Linked DNA regions of Sus scrofa: region 1 is linked to region 2. The links are chromatin contacts, called in public Hi-C maps. All regions are on one chromosome and are shown on one strand. The core of a region is the stretch at or near the end of the contact, and the rest is flanking DNA. Distances in the headings are between cores, read along the strand shown. Region 1 holds the start of ZFYVE27 (protrudin). Region 2 holds the start of PI4K2A (phosphatidylinositol 4-kinase type 2-alpha).

Region 1 (2,781 bases), core at 212-2,711, 81 kb after region 2:
AATCAGTGGCCAGTTCTCAAGGCTCTAGCTCCTAGGGAAATCTTTTGTTCATTGATGTTGGCCATGACTGTTGTCCCTTTCTGGTCTTTAGAGACTTCTTGTATCCTCCAAAGTACTGCTCAAATAATGTCTAGGAGTTCTGGAATGATATCCCTCAATTCTATAGCTGCCAGGAGAGAGAACCAATAAATTTACTAGGCACAGTTAGCCTGAGATCGGTGGTCCAGGCAGACCCAAGGAGGGGGGGATTGCAAAGAAACGGAAACTTACCTTTAGAGTAAATGGTGGAATGGTGGAATTTCAGGTGAAGATACCGAAGGAAAAAAAATCTCCTTTCTTGACTTCTCCTAGCCTCTTCCGAAAGGAGAGGCAAGCTTGGCCCAGGCACAAAGCCAGGCTCATTCCTCTAAGAAACAGGGCAATTTCTGAATATGGCTTAGTGGTGTGCAGGGAATTTGGGTCTGCCTACATTCTGGCTGTGTGGAGGGGGAAGTGATTACTTTGGCTGGGACAATCAGGGAAGGAGTGCAAACATCGGACTCCTGCTTAGATGAATGGGTTGGATCTGGAAGAAGGGCATTCCTCCCTGAGCTCACAGCACAAGTGATGTAAAGAGACCAGAATGAAAGGGGTATGTGAAAGTAACAATAGAGGGATTCGGTTGGCCAAAGAAGCTCCTGAGAGGGAAGAGCAGGGGATAAATGCAGACTAAGGTGGTGATGGTATAGCTGGGGGAGCCAGACACGTCAGGTTAAAATCCCAGCTCCCATCTGCATACTAGATGAGTGACACTGAAGTTCCTTGATACATCTCAGATTCCTCATCTGTGAGATGGTGATAACCCTAACAGGGCTGTTGGAGGAGCACTAGAAAAGATAATGCCTATAGAGATCTTAGTAGAGTGCTTGGCGCCTGTTATGCCCTATGTACATAAACGCTAGTGTCATCATTAATGCAAAGGTATAGGATACATGCTTTAAGGGCGATTAACCCGGCAACACAGTAAGAAGTAGGTTGAATTGGGAAAGGCTTGCCCAGGCCCTTGCTCACGGTACTACTCAGGAAACACTGAACGGAATGGCATTCTCTGCTAGGCGTCAGGCATGCAGGATATGATTTCTGCCTTTTGTAAGCTCAGGGTCCCTAGGGGGTGAGGTTAAGTGCCAAAGTTGGTGATGGGGAGGACGCAGACGTACATTCTCAGATTAGCTTCTCTCTAACTGTTCCCTGCAAGAATCAGAGCGAGGCGGGAGCTGCGCGGGGCAAGATCCCCAAGCGAGCTCTCCCAGGGCTCCGCAAGACTGCGACCCGCAGTCGGGCGGGACTAGAGTTGAAGCGCTCAGGACCTGGTACGAGGAAAAGCAAGCACGCAGGCGCAGGCGCAGTGTGGATGCGAACACTCACCTGTCCTGGGGTGGGCGGAGCTAAACCCGCGAGCGGGGGCCGGAGGCGGGGCAGGCGCGATGACGTCAAGAGCACGCCACCGCAGAGCAGCGTGTCCCGGAAGCGGCGGCGGCGGGGGAGGCGGAGGAAGTTCACGGTCTTGAGACTTCAAAGCGGCCTGGGGAAGAGGCGCCTTGTCGGGGTGGGGCGAGCCTGAGGAAACGGCCCAGGGTCCGGTCGCCCTATCAGTGCCTCCTCGCCGTCCCCGCCCCTCCCCCACCAACCCAGCGACGGGGTAGGTGAGGTGCCACCCTCTCCCCACCCTGTTGTGTTCGCCGACTGTGCGGAGTTGGGCGCCAGAACTCGGTGGGGGCCGCCACCGGCTGGCCCAGCGACCTTGGGTGTGGCCTTCCCAGGTTTGGGCCTAGGGGCCCCGTCAGGTTTCCTGGGCTGTAGAGGTGGTGGTTAGGCCCCTGACAAAGCAGACGTGCTTCACCCCTTCCTGGGTTCTTACCTGACGTCTGTTCTGGGTCCTTTCATCCTAGCTCCACCTGCGGAGTTTTCGGGTTCCTGGTGGCCCCTTTGTTACCTTGTCCTTCATTTCCCCCCGCCCCCCTTCGCCTCGCTCCCCGCTCTCTTTCCCTTCGCAGCCCCTCGCATGGCTTTTGTTGCTGTGCTCTGAGAATTTGTCTCCTTTACTGCTTAGTCTTTGGGTAGGACTTTGAAATTTAGGAAAGAGGGCGAGAGTTCTTGTAGCTCTCCTCATCAGAGGAGCGAAGGGAATGAAGTGTTATGGAAGGCAATGACTGCCCTCTTGGGCTAAATGGGGGGGGGGGCAAGGAAGGGTGATGGGCAGAAGTGGCTCAGGAGGTAGTTGGGAACAGAAAGTGGAGGATGCAGTGGGGCTGGAGAAAGCTCTGGAGTCCTGGAGGATGGGCAGTTAATCCACTCATTCAGTGAGCATTTATTCCATGCCCGTTCTATGCAGACACAGTAGTGAATGGAAGACATGGTCTTTGACCTGGTGGAGCTCAAAGTTAAGAGGGGCAGACTGGCAAGAAAGCAGGGAGTTTTGCTTTGGCGTGATAAATGCTTTAGGGAGGGTCTCCCTGTCCAAACCAGGGGTGGTGGCAAAACTTCTCAGAACAAGGGAGTGATGTTTAAATTGATACCTGAAGGATGAGTAGGAAGTAACCAGATAAAGAGAAAAATATTTCAGGACATCATTTTTCTTGAGACCTCAGGCTACCTCCCCCAGCAACCATGTGTGCTTGGTCTTATGGTTTATACTCTGTGGGGAAACGAACATTAAATGGAGAGGCAGAAGAGCAGGATTTTGTACAGTTGACCTTTGAATAACAGAGATTAGGAGCACTGACTCTGTGAAGTCAAAAATCA
Region 2 (2,968 bases), core at 78-2,577:
AATTACATTCCTCCTTTAAGACAACTCACAGCACACGCTGAACTTGAGGCCCTCGCTGACTCTCCAACCAACCTCCAAGTCACTGAACTTTTAATATGGAGTTTCCAGCTCTCAATATCGGCTCTTTTTCTTCTAGGCCTCAGAGAGCTGTGTGTCTTCAGCTTGTGGGCAGGGACTACATGGTCCTCTTTTCCACTAACAAAAATGTACTGAGCACCCACTGTACATTTAGACACTGAGGTTTTACAGTGATGAAAAAAAGGTCATGGACTCTTTTTTTTTTTCTTTTTGCCTTTTCTAGGGCCGCTCCTGCAGCATATGGAGGTTCCCAGTCTAGGGGTCTAATTGGAGCTGTAGCCACCGGCCTACGCCAGAGCCACAGCAATGAGGGATCCGAGCCGCGTCTTCGACCTACACCACACCTCATGACAATGCCAGATCCTTAACCCACTGAGCAAGGCCAGGGATCGAACCTGCAACCTCATGGTTCCTAGTCGAATTCATTAACCACTGCGCCACGACAGGAACTCCTGGAATTTTTTAGTCTCATGGGACCATACCTTTCTTCAATTAACAAATATGCTCTAGGAGTTCCCACGGTGGCTCAGCGGTCAACGAACCCGACTAGCATTCATGAGGACGCGCGGGTTCGATATCTGGCCTCCATCAGTGGGTTAAGAATCCCGCGCTGTGGTGAGCTGTGGTGTAGGTCGCAGACGCTGCTCGGATCTGGCGTTTCTGCGGCTATGGCGTAGGCCATCGGCTACAGCTCCGATTGGATCCCTAGCCTGGGAACCTCCATATGCTGCGGGGGCAGCCTTCAAAGTACAAAAAGGAAAAAAACCAAAAAAATATGCTCTAAGCATTGGGTCAGGCAGTGTGTAAGCTACATGAAGACTAGAGTTAAAAAAAAAAAAAAAACTTTTTATTTAGGTAGAAATTTTTGTTTCTTTGCTTCTCTTCTGTCTCTCCAGCAAACAGGAGGTGCTCAATACATATTTAATGAATGAGTGCACGATGCAACGACTCCAGATCAAGAGTTCTCCAGTCTCTCAGCTCGTTCATAATAGGCACTCAAGTAGACTGACTGATGAGGTAGGCGGCTTTATTGAAGGTTCCCAAACAGGCGCAGGCAATCGGAAGTTAAGTGCAGAGTAGGATCGAAAAAGCAGAGGGCGTGTCTGACCCGCCGCTGACTCTTGGAGCATGCGCAATCTTCACAGAAGGTGACGGGCGAAAACTGCGGAGGCCGCGATTGCGTAGGCGCTGGTTCTGATTGGTTGCTGTTTGCGCGCGAGGGGTCGTGCCTACTCGTCGCCAAGTAAACAGGGAGGGTGGGGGCGGGGCCAAGAAGCACCGTAATCTGGTTGGCCAGGCGCGGGTTGGGGGGTGTCGCGGATTGGTCCGGGCCGGAGCTCAGCTGTGTGGAGCGCACCGGGTCCCGGAGCCCGCGGCCTGAGGGATGGACGAGACGAGCCCACTAGTGTCCCCCGAGCGGGCCCAACCTCCGGACTACACCTTCCCGTCCAGCTCGGGCGCTCACTTTCCGCAGGTGCCGGGGGGCGCGGTCCGCGTGGCGTCGGCGGCCGGCCCAGCCCCCTCTCCGCCGGGCTCACCAGGCCACGACCGGGAAAGACAGCCACTGCTGGATCGGGCCCGGGGCGCGGCGGCCCAGTGTCAAACCCAAACCGTGGCGGCACAGGCCCAAGCCCTGGCCGCCCAGGCCGCGGCGGCGGCTCATGCCGCGCAGGCCCACCGCGAGCGGAACGAGTTCCCGGAGGACCCCGAGTTCGAGGCGGTGGTGCGGCAGGCCGAGCTAGCCATAGAACGCTGCATCTTCCCCGAGCGCATCTACCAGGGCTCCAGCGGAAGCTACTTCGTCAAAGACCCTCAGGGGGTGAGAGCGGGCTGGGGACCGAGGCCGCGGGCTTCGGGGAGGGTGGGCCTGCCGGGCGAGTTTGAGGCTTCGCACAGCCATAGGGAGAAGGGGGGCTGAAAGGCTGCAAAAGGGATAAACTTCATAGTGCCGAGCCTCTTGGCAGGATTTTGGAGTGCCATTGAGGACTGGAGATGGAGAAGCTCTGCGGAATGAAGAAATAAATCAGAACTTATTTGGTAGGGGAGGAGGGAGCGGAAAATGAAAAGAGGAAATTGACCAGATACAGGCGAAGGGCCCGGCAGTGTGGTGGGGCAATCGGCCTCTGGACAGAAACGCGGGGAAATGCTGCTTTCTACTAGGTTCCTGAGCTTTAAACTATAGAGACTGCTATTTGTCCACTGACTTAACAAATTTAAGCCCGTTCTCTCTTTATGGACAGAACCAGTGTTGTCGCTGTGCATTGAGGAGAATGGGTGACCCATAAGGGGCTCTGAGGGTTCTTTTCCATCTTTCTGTGCTGTGGAGATGTCTCCTGCTACCGTCCCAGGTCTCTTATTGGCAGACGTTGGTGATAGAGTGGGTGGATTCACCAGTTTCATATGTACTGATCATTGCTCACTTCTGTGAAATTGTTCAAATCCTCTTTTATGGTTCCTCAGTTTAGAATGTGAAGTTTGAGAAACATGGGACTATCAACTACCTTTTAACCTTCACTTTTTACCTAGGACACTCAGAAGTTTGCTTTTTTCAGGAAGGCGAAGTGTTTGGCTGACCTCTGTTTTATCACTGGCATGTATTTAAAGGAGGTTGGGGATGGGAAGGAATGGGGCATGAAGCGATCAGGGCAGCTGACAAGTGACTTTTATACTTTTGATAATTGCAGAAGAATTTAAGGCATTTAGATCAAACTAGAGGTATCTTTGGAATATCAGTGAGTCAAAAAAATATCAAGTCTTCCCTGTTAAAGTTCTCGGCTGGACCAGTATGGTTTATTGGAAAAATATATTATTGTTATAGTTATTAGAAGGGTGGGTATCAGAGCTCTCTTAAATTTCCCCTGTGTGTCAGATGGGTGGTGCTGAGTGGCCA

Evidence for each region. Hi-C and Micro-C count contacts between places; a contact is called where the count stands out from the background.
Region 1: a contact with region 2 is called in a Hi-C map of skeletal muscle, with 4 times the contacts expected there. The contact joins the promoter of ZFYVE27 here to the promoter of PI4K2A in region 2. A contact is called at or near these places in 3 of 47 Hi-C or Micro-C datasets (embryonic fibroblasts, heart right ventricle and skeletal muscle) and 2 of 2 datasets of contacts at active chromatin or transcription factors (alveolar macrophages and skeletal muscle).

What each region holds. Positions count from the first base shown.
Region 1 is chr14:109,087,298-109,090,078 of Sscrofa11.1, forward strand. It overlaps ZFYVE27 (protrudin), which reads left to right and starts at 1,462. Exons shown (of 13, transcript XM_005657447.3): 1 at 1,462-1,678.
Region 2 is chr14:109,006,816-109,009,783 of Sscrofa11.1, forward strand. It overlaps PI4K2A (phosphatidylinositol 4-kinase type 2-alpha), which reads left to right and starts at 1,328. Exons shown (of 9, transcript XM_001929034.6): 1 at 1,328-1,897. The coding sequence starts at 1,463.